Regions from separate parts of the Mus musculus genome. Here region 2 is linked to region 1. A link is a contact called in public Hi-C data. All regions are on one chromosome and are shown on one strand. Each heading gives the region's core, a stretch centred on a gene start, on an enhancer-like site or on the middle of the called end of the contact. The rest is flanking DNA. Distances are from core to core; before and after follow the strand shown.

Region 1 (6,789 bases), core at 1,942-4,441:
GCAGAGGCAGGCGGATTTCTGTGTTCGAGGCCAGCCTGGTCTACAAAGTGAGTTCCAGGACAGCCAGGGCTGTACAGAGAAACCCTGTCTCGAAATATCAAAACAAAACAAAAATAATAAAGAAGTGCATGAGTTATCTCTCATATTTAATGGCTATCATTATCACTGTGTTAGCTAAACCAGCTCTTCTGGCTGTAGCCGCCGTGCTTGGGTCTCTACACTAAGCACCCAGAAGCCACAGAAAACACAAAGAGAAGATATGATGAAAGTTCTCTGACACAAAGAATCCAGGCTCACAGGTGAATTCTCTGCTGCAGAGGCAGCCGAGGAACCGAGGAACCGGGTCCCAGGGCTAGTTTCCAAAACACCAGATCGAGTGTTCTGGAAGAATACATTGTATTGGTGGGAGTTGGATGAACCTCAGACCCAGTGGCGGATGGAGTCATGAAGGCTGCTAAAGGTCAAAGTGCAGAGAGCTCCACTGAGGACGGGCCTGGAAATGATTGTCTTTCTTCACAATGAATAAACTGCTAAAACCAGCAGTTCGTGGTTGCCCCAAGTGTCATGGGCCAGTTTGCAAAGAATGTTGGGCATGATGTTGAGGTGTGAGATGGTGGGGGCTGGGAGGATGTAGTGGGTCTAGAAATGGAAGGGAAAGCATGAAAGCCAGAGAGAAGAATATTCCCTACCCCTCCACCCCACTTCTGCCAAATGACCTCTTCATGGACTCCTCCAGGAGGGAGGAGAAGGCTTTGTCAGCCCAGAGGGCAGGAGGTCCTGGTTGGAGAATTCCCCTCTGCCTTGAGCTGAGTTCTGTAACTTGGGATAACTTCCTGGTGGTACCTGCCCAAGCTTCTTGGGAGATTTACACAATACACTCCACCTAAGCTGTTGGAGATGGGGTGTCCCCGTCATCATTTGCTGGGCCTGAGACGACCGTGCTTGTCTTACTCTGGGATTCTGGGTGCATCTTTACTGAGTGTAAACAAAGTGTGTGGGGTAGGGCTAGGAGCTGGGGCCCACCTGGGGCCACACCCACCTCTGTGGAACTCTTCTGCAGGCCTCACTCCCTAGCTCCGAAGTCAGGCTGTGCGTGGGCTTCAGCAGATCTTCCAGTGCTGATAGAAAATCAGGAGCCGGGTGCAGAAAGAGCACACTCTTCCTCCTAACCTGGAGCAGCCAAGGCTGCCTGTCTCCAGTGCAGCTTTCCCAAGAGGCGGAACATCCGGATGGACCACTCTTAGTGTCCCATCCTTCTTTCAGGGTCAAGGGGTGGGGTTTCACTCGTTGCCATGGCAACTTGGGTGCCCAAGACTAGACAACTGTAGGGGTTCTGATGCAGACTGCACTGCGGGTGGAAGAGGTTGGAGGTAAACTGTGCTTGCTCTGGTTACCGAAATGCCCCTCTTCCACAGCACACAGTGTGCACACACTCATAACAGACACAAGAGCCTGGCTTCCACACACTTTTCAAGAAGCTATCCCCTAAATGTACCATAGCCTCTTTGCACACCCATTTGGTTTATGCAGTCACACTTGTACACTAACACCCATAAATCCCATACATGGGTGCGTTAACAGTCTCTTCCAAAGTCAAAATATTTCATGCTGCAGAGGAGCTCCTTAAGCAGGGAGGTGAACAGCCAGAAATCAGCTTCAAGAACTCCCCTGAAACTGATCAGATTCACTAGAGCCCTCCCTGCCAGAGTAAACCACAAAAGCTGAGAGAGAACCCCTCTCCCACCACATAAAGCTAAGCTGCAAAGAAGCCTCCTCCGAGAGCACGCCAGCTCCCCAAAGAAGCAGAAACCAGCCGAGCTGCCTACAATAGGTTCACACCAGCTGAGGCACTTGGGAAAGACACTCCCCAACCAGGAGAGCTGCCTGCTGGCTGTGCGGTGTGTCCACGTTTTGTGAACTGTCACCCCTGTTTCGGGCTTTGGTGACATAGCTGTCTTTGAGTCCTTTCTGCTCCCATAAGTAATCCCTTATCTGTATTTCTGTAAGTAACCCCAATAAAAATCATTGGTTCACCAAGTTGGACTTTGGTGGTATCCGTACTGTGGACTGTCATGGGCTCCCTATCTGGGATAAGTAGATGTGTGTTTTCTCTCCCCAGGAAATATTTTGTCACAGGACATTATTCTGTGACCCAAAATAAGGTTTTTGTTATCAGGATGGACACATAGGATTTCAAAACCATATGGAAGTCAGGCAGGTGGCCCATGGCTTCAATGGCTTTAATCACAGTACTCAGGAGCCAGAGGCAGGAGGATCTCCATGAATTTGAAGCCAGCTTGGTCTACATAGGCAGTTCCAGGTCAGCCAGGGTCACATAGACACAGTCTCGGAGAAAAAAAAAAAAAAAACAAAAAACAACCCACACACAGGTATGGAAGTTGGAAATTCAGGACCCATAGGGTGAAAGCAAAGAAACAATTCCCAAAACTGCCCTTTGAGCTCCATACACATCCCCCGAAATAAATGAAATACTAAAAGGGCAAGAGTTACAGGTGAAGGGCACCTGCTGCAAGCCTGACGATCTGACTTTTATCCTTGGAATTAATTCACAGTAGTGGAAGGATGAATGGACTCCAGCAAGTCTGGACTTGACCTCCTTATGTGCCACCACCAATATAAATGTTTTAAGAAAAAAGACCTAGGGGAAAACAAACTACTAGCAAACAAGGACCTGCGGGGCAGGCGGGGAAAGAAACGCACCAACTGAAGGACACACACAAACCTTCGGAAATACACACAGTCAGATGCAGAGATAAACACAGAAGAGACATGCAAGCAGGCATGCAGACCGGAAAACACTACCCCAGCCCCCGCTATCCCAGCCCCCCGCCGCCAATGCGAAGAGAAGCACTTATACCCAGACCTTCCAAAACACACAGACACTCGCGTGCCCAGGGGCACAGGAAAACTGTACACGTGTTGCCCCGCGCTTGCGCCTTCCAAAGGACTCTGCCCCAAGCGGCAGGGACAAGGATGGCTGATCCGGGGACAACCTGAGGGCCTCCTTCTCTGGGGACACTCACCGCGTGGACAGGAGTGACCAGAAAGGCTCCGGTGAGGCGGGGCCCGGCCTAGGCGGAACCAACTGCCAAACAGCCTAGCGGCTGTGGTACAGCCTCCTTGGTAACCAGACGGCTAAAGTCCAGCCACCCAGGCGCGCTTGCGCAGTACGCAGCTGCAGGCCAAGCCTGGTTACCAGGGAAGAACGTGGGGCGGTGCCCTAAAGCACCGAGGCCCGCCCCTCTCAGCCCAGATTTTAGGAATTGTTATTGGCCTGAGAGCCTGTGGAAAGTCACCCGGTTCATCAATTTCCGCAGGTTTGTTTGCAAAATGGGGTTTAGGAAAGACACGCTGTGTAAGGATGTCATGGAACTTAAGGACAGGTCAGGTCTCAGAAGAGTTCTTGGCACCAAGCTCTCCTAGCGTTAATGCCAGATGATGCAGCAGCTCCAGACTTCTGCCCAAGCATTTTCTTTACTCGCCCCATTCCCCAGACGGGTCAGAGCTTAAGGTGTCTTCTAAGTCTGGTCTGCTCAGGACATTTATTTTTGGTTGGCAACCTGTGATCAACGTCTGGTCTGTCCCAGGTTCAGGCCTCTGTGTTGCAACCAGACTTTGGGGCAGGGAGGCCAGGAAGGGTGCAAAAGATTCACTACTCATTTGGTACCTCGCCAAAGTTGGCATTAACCGGATTCATTCTACAGGCTCAGAACACACTCCGATGTCACCTGGCCGAACTTTGGCGGAGCCTTCCACTCAGATATGTAGCATGTCAGCTTTATGACAGGTGTACAACTCGTCATGTACTGTCCTGACTCAGGGTGAGGGATGGGATGGGATGGGAGGTTGGGGGTTGGGGAAAACAGCAAAGATACCAGAAATATTTCGCCCGTTAAGTCAAGCCATTTCTGTGTGGAAATGATCTGTGGAGCAGATCAATGAGGATGCAGTTCGCTGACTGTTTCGAGATCTTCAACCCTGTTTTTGGTGCACATGGGGTGGAGGTGGGCTTGGGAAAACAAGTTTGATCAAAGAACGAAGGGTTAAGGTGCAGACGAGCCTAGTGGCAGCTTGTGACCAAGAGAGGGCGCCTGGAACGCCTAGGCCTGTCCCCACCTCCTGTCCCCACCCCTTTCCTACTTCTCTCCCCACCCGTCAATAGCACACGCCATTCTCCTGCGGAAGACCACGCACATTTCCAGGTACCACGCACATTTCCTGTACTCTCGACTCCCTCTCTTGGCGTCTCCACTCAGAACCCACCTGCCCCCAGGCTTCTCATCTCGGCTCTCCAGGTCACCTCTCCTTCCCTCTCCAGGCTACCCCTCCTTCCCTTGCTTCCTCCAGACAGACTCAGGGTTCTGGAACTGTGGCCAGTGAGCCGGGGAGCCTTGGCAGCGCGGGTGACCGCAGCGTCAACTGGTTGGGCTCCAGCGGCTAGCGCGCTGAGCACCCCGCGTCCCTGGCAGTCAGGAACTCCAAAGTCCTTGCTGACCGGTGCATGTGTTTCTGCTTCTGGAAAAAGGGCCTTCGTCCCAAACAAACTTGATCTCCTGCCTGTATTACTAGTTCACCCACAGTACGCTAGTGCTGGTTTAGATGAGGCTAATCAGGGCGGTATTTACCCTTGATTGAGCACTTACTATGTCCTAGGCATGTATAAGTTTTCCCCTCATGCATAGCCTCATTTAATGCCTATGAGCTATTTTTTTTTCTTTCTTTCGAGACAGGGTTTCTCTGTGTACCCTTGGTTGACCTGGAACTCACTCTGTAGACCAGGCTGGCCTCCAACTCAGAAATTCACCTGCCTCTGCCACCCAAATGCTGGGATTAAAGGTGTGTGCCACCACTGCCAGGCTATGAGCTAGTATTGAATAGTCCCACATACCAGTTTTTTACTAGCAGCAGATACCTTAACTGGGAAAGATTTTTTCACTTTTTGCTTTTTTTTTGTGGGGGGGTGTCTTCTCAAGACAGGGTTTCTCTATGTAATTCTGGCTGTCTTAGAACTCTCTCTATAGACCAGGCTGGCCTGGAACTCAGAGATCAGTCAACCCGTCTCTGCCTCCCAGTACTGGGACTAAAGGTGTGCACCACCACTGCCCAGCAGGTTTTCTTTTTTGTTTGGTTGGTTTTTGGAGACAGGGTTTCTCTGTGTAGCCCTGGCTGTCCTGGAACTCACTCTGTAGACCAGGCTGGCCTCAAACTCAGAAATTCGCCTACCTCTGCCTCCCAAGTGCTGGGATTAAAGGCATGAGCCACCAGGCTCGGCCCAACAGGTTTTCATCAATTCTTGAGTGACATTTGTAATTCTGCCATGTTGCTGTTAAGACAGTTAAAGCCCAACACCAAGCAACCAAGTGAGAGCAGCAGAAATAATACCCGCTTTTCCTGACCTTAATTCAGATCCTCAAGGCCTGGTGGACACCTAACTGCTCCCTGCAGCTCGCAGGCAGGGTTTCCTTCATTTCTCACCAGCCTGGCTTTGAACTGCAGGCACATCACCACTGGGCATGGCCGGTGTGGACCAGCATGAGGGCACCATCAAGGTGCAGGGCCAGAACCTCTTCTTCAGAGAGACCCGGCCTGGGAGTGGGCAGCCTGTCCGCTTCTCTGTGCTGCTGCTGCATGGTATCCGCTTCTCCTCGGAGACTTGGCAGAACCTGGGTACTCTGCAGAGGCTGGCCGAGGCTGGCTACAGGGCTGTGGCCATTGATCTGCCAGGTACTTCTGGGATCGGGCTTCTGGGCCAGGGTTGGGAAAAATGTGAGGATGGAGGACTGGAAGGATTTAGCCAATCTAGCTCCCTGAGCTTGGCAGTTAGGTAGCTAGACCTCTGAACTTGACTAGTCCTGCTCTAGAAGGAGCCATACGTGGTTCAGCTGCTTTTCCCTGGTACTGGACCTGTGTCTAGATGCCTTTGGGCTCACTTCCCTTCCCTCATCTGTAATGGTAGGTACCACACTCCTGCTGGTGGTGACTGTCCCTAGTGAGCACGGAAGGAGGTCATTGTGTGACTGTATTAGCTAGTATATAATGACAAGCAGCAGAGGGTGCCCAGCTGATGGGAAGCAAAGTACCTGAATAGAACCATATTCAGTCTGATGACAGCACTAACAAGGAGTCTTGCAGAGCCTTGGGAAGCACGGCGGATATAGCTAAGGACCTGGTCTCCTATTTGCAAGCAGAGTCCTCGAGCTGGGCCCTGGAGGAGGTGGGAAGAGCTTCCAAATTGCTTAGCATAACCTGAATGACCGGGCCCCACCACTTTCAGCGTGGAGTGAGGAATTGGAGACATAGCCTATCTGACAGGATCTAATCCCCTCACGGGCTAGAGCTGATACAGTTTCAGGTTTCAAGGGCAGATTTCCAGCCTGGCCAGGCTAGCTTCCAACAGTGGGTTGGGCTGAGCGTCACGGGGAAGATCTACACTAATGTTGTTGGGGGGAGGGGCGGGGCGACTGGTAGGTCCCATTACAGGAGCACACTCCTCCAGTGTCAAGTTGGGGCTCCATGCCTTTTAAACAGTTAATTTATACAACTTTAAATGGCGGGCACATTCCTTACCCCTTTAAAACAGACGTGGAAACTGCAGCTGAGGAGGGCTAAGAGGTTTAACCTGTGGTCATCTTTAGAGTAGACAGAGACCTGGGACTCAGACCAGCCCTGATAGACTCCAGAGCTTCATTCTTTTCAGGACACTGTTAGAACGAACACAAACATAAAAAGAATTGTCTCATTCTCGCCATAGATAAAAAACACTGGGCT
Region 2 (6,789 bases), core at 1,382-3,881, 2.1 Mb after region 1:
ACTTGTGTGTTTTGTCCTTGTCAGCAAATCTTTTTTTTTTTTTCTTCTCTTTTTTTTTTTTTTTTTGGTGGGTTTCTCTGTGTAGCCCTGGCTGTCCTGGAACTCACTTTGTAGACCAGGCTGGCCTTGAACTCAGAAATCCACCTGCGTCTGTCTCCTGAGTGCTGGGATTAAAGGCGTGTGCCACCACGCCCAGCCACCTTGCCAGGAAATCTTTAAAGTTAGACAGGCACTGCAGCTATTTTTTTTTAAAGATTTATTTATTTATTATATGTAAGTACATTGTAGCTGTCTTCAGACACTCCAGAAGAGGGAGTCAGAGCTCGTTAAGGATGGTTGTGAGCCACCATGTGGTTGCTGGGATTTGAACTCTGGACCTTCGGAAGAGCATTCGGGTGCTCTTACCCACTGAGCCATCTCACCAGCCCGTTTGTTTGTTTTTTTTGACAGGGTTTTTCTGTATAGCCCTGGCTGTCCTGGAACTCACTTTGTAGACCAGGCTGGCCTCGAACTCAGAAATCCACCTGCCTCTGCCTCCCGAGTGCTGGGATTAAAGGGGTGTGTCACTACACCCAGCACACTGCAGCTATTTTATTTTTATTTACTTTTTAAATTTTTTTTTTTTTTTGAGACAGGGTTTCTCTGTGTAGCCCTGGCTGTCCTGGAACTCACTTTGTAGATCAGGCTGGCCTTGAACTAAGAAATCAGCCTGCCCTCGCCTCCCAAGTTTGCGATTAAAGGCGAGCGCCACCATGCCCGGCCCTATTTTTATTTTTTATTTTTTGAGACAGGATTTCTCTGTGTAGCCCTGGCTGGCCTCAAACTCACAGAGATCCACCTGCCTCTGCCTCTCAAGCGCTGGGATTAAAGTTGTGTGCCACCACTGCCCGGCGCACTACAGCTATTATCAGGATTACCCTCTGTTTCACACTGTCCCTACCTTAGAAGTCCCATGGAGGGATTTGCTTGTGGGTTGTTTGCCTGTGTGTGTGATATTTGGCAGCTCTGAAATGGCTAAGAGTGGCACTAGACTTTACAGTTCTTATTAGGGGGAGCAGGCTGCCCATGAACTCACAGAGGTTGACTACCTTAGCCTGAGCACAGGGATTAAAGGCCTATGCCAACACGCATGCCATATTATCTTATTGTATGGGTATTTGTATTTATATGAGTATCAATCACATGTATGGTGCCACAGGGGGCCAAAAGAGGGCATTAGATCTCCTGGAACTGGAGTTAGAGTTTGTTGAGAGCCATCATGTGGATGCTGGGAACTAAACCCTGATGTTTTCCAAGACCACAAAGTGCTATTAATTCAATTTAGAAATATAAAACTGTGTGTGTGTGCAATATTCTGAGTCAGTTCTCTCCTGCCACTATGTGTGATCTAAGGACCTAGAACCCTGTTTGTGGAGACCTGAGGAGGGCACTGGATCCCCTGCAACAGACAATACATATATTTTAACCACTTTGTGGGTGCTAGGAATTGAACCCAGGTTCTCTGGAAGAATAGGCAGTGCTCTTCTTCTTCTTTATTTATTTATTTTGGTTGTTACAAGACAGGGTTTCTCTGTGTAGTCCTGGCTGTCCTGGAACTCACTCTGTAGACCAGGCTGACCTGAAACTCAGAGATCCGCCTACGAGTGCTCTTCTTTGTTTTTTTGAGACACGGTTTCTCTGTATAGCCCTGGCTGTCCTGGAACTCACTTTTTAGTCCAGGCTGGCCTCGAACTCAGGCCTCTGCCTCCTGAGTGCTGGGATTAAAGGAGTGAGCCATCACCGCCCTGCCGGAGTGCTCTTCTTAAATGCTGAGCCATCTCTCCAAGCTCCCAGGATATTTTTTATCTACTCCTTGACAATTTCATATATGTGAACAATGCATCTTTTTGTTTTCTTATTTTTCGAGACATAGTCTCACTATGTGACCCAGATGGCCTTGAACTTGCAGAGAATTCCCCTGTTTCTGTCTCTGGAATTAAAGGAGTATACCAAGTCTCTCCCACTCCAGAACACCTGCCTCTTACTCGCCCAAGAAACCTCAACAGGTTTGTCTTGGGTACCCAGTTGGTCCAATCAGTGCTTCCTGTGGCATGTTGATGCACCTTGTTTGCATAAGATTTTAAAGAAATCATAGACCTTCCTATGAAGTCCCTTCTGGCCTTTCTTTCGCTTCTCCTTGCTGTGTCCCAGTACGCACTTAAAAAGTACCAGGTTTATGTGGTCCCTAGGTAGGTCATTCTATATATTTTCTGCAGTGATGTGGACCAGGAAATTCAGGGAATTCATTTATGTTGCCATGACAACCCCAAAGCTGTGACGTTGAAAAACGCGGCCGGAACTTTTGCTCTCCGACAAGAGGATAGTGTCGGGTTCCTTGGGCTGAGGGGGGAGAGGCCACGCCTGAGTCTACCTGCAGCTTTGTTGCTAAACACTTTCCCTTTCCACGCCCATGGCAATTTTTTTAAAGTCGCACGGACCCAACCCTGTCAACTGCCTAGAACCGGGAAGGCGGAAGCTAACTGCCTGGAAAAGCCAGTCCGCTCGCTCTCTGACTCATAAATGGCGTTGACTACCTGGCTGGCCCCGCCCCTTTCACCGAGGAAGGCCACCATTGGTTCTCTTCAAGGCTTCGTACTCCTATTGGTCAATGAGCAAAGGTCGCTGTTCAGATGAGGCCCAAAGTTTCTTTTGGTTTCCGGTGTGCCTGCTATGGCTACTCCAGATTCGCTAGCGCTGTTCACCGGCCTTGGCCTTAGCGAGAACAAGGCCCGCGAGACGCTCAAGAACGAGGCTCTGAGCACTCAGCTGCGCGAGGCGGCGACCCAGGTGCGAGCCCTGTTCCCTGGCCTTAGCTGCTTGCTGTGCTCCAGAGCAACGTGGGACTGGGTCCAGATCTTGATTTGCTCCGGGTGTCCTGCTCTTGCCTTGTGGGAAGAGGAAGACACTTTAAAGTGATTCATCCTAACTCACTGGGAATGGATCTTTTTTCCCCCGGCCCCCTGACTCCAGGCACACCAGATTCTGGGTTCTACCATCGACAAGGCTACTGGGGTCCTCCTATATGACTTGGTCTCCCGACTCAGGGATACTCGGCGTCGTTCTTTCCTTGTGAGCTATATAGCCAATAAGAAGATTCACACGGGACTCCAGCTGAGCGGTGAGTCCCGTCTGTTTTACTAGTCCACCTTCAATCTCTTCTTTAGCAAAGACTCGAGTTTGCTTTTTCTGTCAAGTGTTGCTTTTTGGACAGCAGGTTCTGGACAGGCACTGAGGCATGGAGGTAGAGACCTCTGGTGTGGATTGCAGAGTTACCACAATGAGAAGCCTGCTTCAGAACACATGGCTTCTCTTTTCTCTGGTCTCAGTGCTTCTCTTCAGTGGTGCCAGGGCCTAACCTCTTAGGCATCTAAGTAACCGAAATAGTTACCTCTTCACTGTACTAAGGCCCTATCTACCCACTTCTTGGAGCTGACTTGTCTAGTTAATTGCCCCTCCGTTTTCAGCTGCTCTTGAATATGTTCGGAGTCATCCCCAGGATCCCATTGATACCAAGGACTTCGAGCAGGAGTGTGGCGTCGGTGTGGTGGTGACACCGGAGCAGATTGAGGAAGCTGTAAGTCCTCTCCTCCAGGCATCAGATATCTCCTCCTAGTTCTTCTGCCCCTGCAAAGGAGTGGTGTAGCTTTTCTCCACAGACCCACAGTGAGAGTGGCTGTTGGTCTCCTGACTGCTTCTGAAGAGGTGTTCATGAACCATATGGCTTGGCTTTCTGCAGGTGGAGTCCACCATAAATAAGCATCAGTTGCAGCTCCTAGCGGAACGGTACCGTTTCAACATGGGGCTGCTAATGGGTGAGTTGGATCTGGGGCAGGGAGTTACTTGGAAGTGCATCATTCTGATTGTTCCTTTCATTTTGGGCATTCATGGGAAGGGCGATGGGAGTGTGAGCAGGGACAGGGTGCTAGTGTTCTGACAGGGTCCTGGTCCTGAGTCAGCTGGGCCTTCTTTGAGGAGGGGAAGAAATCCTCCCTTTTCCTCCTTGCAGCTTCTTATGTTTATCCTCTTAGGAGAGGCTCGGGCTGCGCTCAGATGGGCAGACGGCAAAATGATCAAGAACGAGGTGGATATGCAGGTGGGCACCTCCCTAAGAAGATGCTCCGGAGATAAAGGGAACGAGACCCTGTCCTTCTTCTGACAGGGAAAGTGGAGCCCAGTGTGGAGGGAGTAGCGCTTAACTTGGGTCTCTGAGTGAGGGTGACCCCCTTTCTTGGGAAGCTGCTTCCTCCTCTCACATGTGCATGCTGTGGCCTTTATTGATATCTGGCAAAGAATCACAAGAGGACGATGACTGAGGTACATTGTTTATCGTGATGCTGGGCCCACGTTATTTATCTGTAAATGGCAGCACTCGTTCTCTGGGCCCAGGATAAGTCCTCAGAAAGGAAAAAGCATTCAAGGCCAGTAGAACCATGTGAAGAAGCCAGCTGGGCAGAGGCAGGTGGATCTCTATGAGTACTAATCTGGCCCTCATAGTGAGTTCCAGACCAGCCGAGGATATATAGTAAGATCCCATGTCAAACAGCAAAACATGTGATGAGATACAGCGGGATGGGGTGGATAGGTTGGCTGGCAGAAAAGCCAGGAAGCCCTTGGTTGTCGGGGAAGGACTCCATCAGGAGATTCTTGAGAGAGTACACCCTTGTCTGTATCTATCTGCTCAGGTGCTTCACCTTTTGGGGCCCAAGATGGAAGCTGATCTGGTGAAGAAGCCCAAGGTGAGGCTAGGAATTGCCCAAGATAACTGGGAGTGCAGTAGAACGAGAGAGACTTACAGCTGGAGAAGGGATCGTCTGAACCCATTTCATCAGCAGATCTTTCCTAGAAAGAATGATGTGATTTCTATGCCTTTCTTAGGTGGCAAAGGCACGGCTGGAAGAAACAGACCGGAAGACAGCAAAAGATGTGGTGGAGAAAGGTGAGAAGCCGAGGTTCCTGTTACATTCTGCTGCAGACTTCTGGGCATTCTATCTGAAGGACCTTACATACAGACTTCTCGGGCCCTCCCGTATTCTCATGACTGCGATTCCTGCTGTTGCCTTTGCATAGAGACCTGAGAAGTTTGGCTCTGTAGCTCTTGTCACTGGGAATTGGAGATGAGGGGTCACCTCAGATCTGGTTTTAGGATATTCATGGATATTTTCCTAGTGGGAATGATAGTTTCATCTAGAAGGCAAGGGCCGGGCGGTGGTGGCCCACACCTTTAGTCCCAGCACTTGGGAGGCAGAGGCAGAGGCAGAGGCAGAGGCAGAGGCAGGTGGATCTTTGGTTTGTAGCCAGCCTGGTCTACAGAGTGAGTTCCAGGATAGCCAGGGCTACACAGAGGAACAAATAATTTAAGAGATAATATTGTTTTTATACTAGGTTGTCTTAGTCATGCATATGACAGATAGTTCCACATTGTCAGGCCTTCTTTGTTAAAAATAGCTCATTAAAATATAACTTATGGGCTGGAGAGATGGCTCAGCGGTTAAGAGCACTGACTGCTCTTCTAGAGGTCCTGAGTTCAAATCCCAGCAACCACATGGTGGCTCACAACCATCCATAATGAGATCTGCTGACCTCTTCTGGTGTGTCTTAAGTCAGCTACAGTGTACTTACATACAATAGACAAATAAATCTTTTTTTTTAAAAAGACAGGAAAAAAAAAAGAAAAATCAAAAAGAAAAACAACAAAGATGAGGCAAGGTTCTTGATTTCTTCTGCAGGTGAAGTGGCTGGCCAGACCCTGTCTCTGATGGAGCAGCTCCGGGGGGAGGCACTTAAGTTTCATAAGCCAGGTGAGGGGGTAACTCGAAATTCTGGGGTGTGCTGGTGGTTAGCATTACAGTCACACCTGTAAGTCAGGATCCTTGCCTGACAGCTGCTCCTGGTCATCAGCTCTATTCTGATCCTGGCAGGTGAGAACTACAAGACGCCAGGCTATGTGATCACTCCATATACCATGGATCTGCTGAAGCAGCACCTGGAGATCACTGGGGGACAGGTGTGTGGGGGTGTGGCCAGGCAGACACTTGACTGCCTAGGCTGCCTCATCTCATCTATTTCAGTAGGTGATCTGAGCTTTGGTCCCATTCCCTTTATCCCATTCCTTTACTTAGGTACGTACGCGGTTCCCTCCAGAGCCCAATGGAATCCTGCATATTGGACACGCCAAAGCCATCAATTTCAACTTTGGTTATGCCAAGGTAAGCATTTGTCTAGGTCCTGGCAAGTAATATGATCACTGTCTACTCCCATGACTGCATTCCAGAAAGGTATATTTCTGTCTTGCCTTTTGTAGCTGATGACAGAGGCCCTAGAGAAAAACTCCATGTAACAGCTATTGTCAGGAAATACTGGGTTAATGGGGAAAATTAAAATGGTTCTTTAGATAGGGTTTCACTGTAGAGTCCTGATGGCCTTGAATTGTGGCGATCACATGCCTCTGCTTCCCAGGTACTGGGATTAAAGGGGTGCACCGCTATGCCCCATGGAAGATGCATTTCTTCAATTCCTTATATTAACTTTTCAATTTATTTTTTGGCAGTCATCAATAGAAGACATTAATTAAAAAAATATTCCTAGGTGGCTGAAAAGATGGCTCATTGGTTAAGACCAGTTGTTGGCCTTGCAGAGAACTTGGTTCAGTTCCCATCACCCACATGGTGGCTTATTCAGTTTTCGGGGATGTTTTCTTCTGAAATCATCTTTTGCCCTCTGAGGGCACTGGGCACACACATGGTGAAAGCA

What was found. Hi-C and Micro-C count contacts between places; a contact is called where the count stands out from the background.
Region 2: a contact with region 1 is called in a Hi-C map of B cells, with 5 read pairs. The contact joins the promoter of Qars here to the promoter of Abhd14a in region 1. A contact is called at or near these places in 1 of 39 promoter capture datasets (the 3T3-L1 cell line) and 1 of 484 Hi-C or Micro-C datasets (B cells).

Annotation. Positions count from the first base shown.
Region 1 is chr9:106,444,487-106,451,275 of GRCm38.p6, forward strand. Abhd14a (abhydrolase domain containing 14A) reads right to left here and starts at 3,192. Exons shown (of 6, transcript NM_001110271.2): 1 at 3,045-3,192; 2 at 1,040-1,348. It overlaps Abhd14b (abhydrolase domain containing 14b), which reads left to right and starts at 4,154. Exons shown (of 4, transcript NM_029631.3): 1 at 4,154-4,223; 2 at 5,518-5,745. The coding sequence starts at 5,535.
Region 2 is chr9:108,505,374-108,512,162 of GRCm38.p6, forward strand. It overlaps Qars (glutaminyl-tRNA synthetase), which reads left to right and starts at 2,632. Exons shown (of 24, transcript NM_133794.2): 1 at 2,632-2,826; 2 at 3,010-3,157; 3 at 3,504-3,613; 4 at 3,776-3,851; 5 at 4,068-4,132; 6 at 4,722-4,775; 7 at 4,915-4,975; 8 at 5,766-5,837; 9 at 5,958-6,043; 10 at 6,159-6,245. The coding sequence starts at 2,710.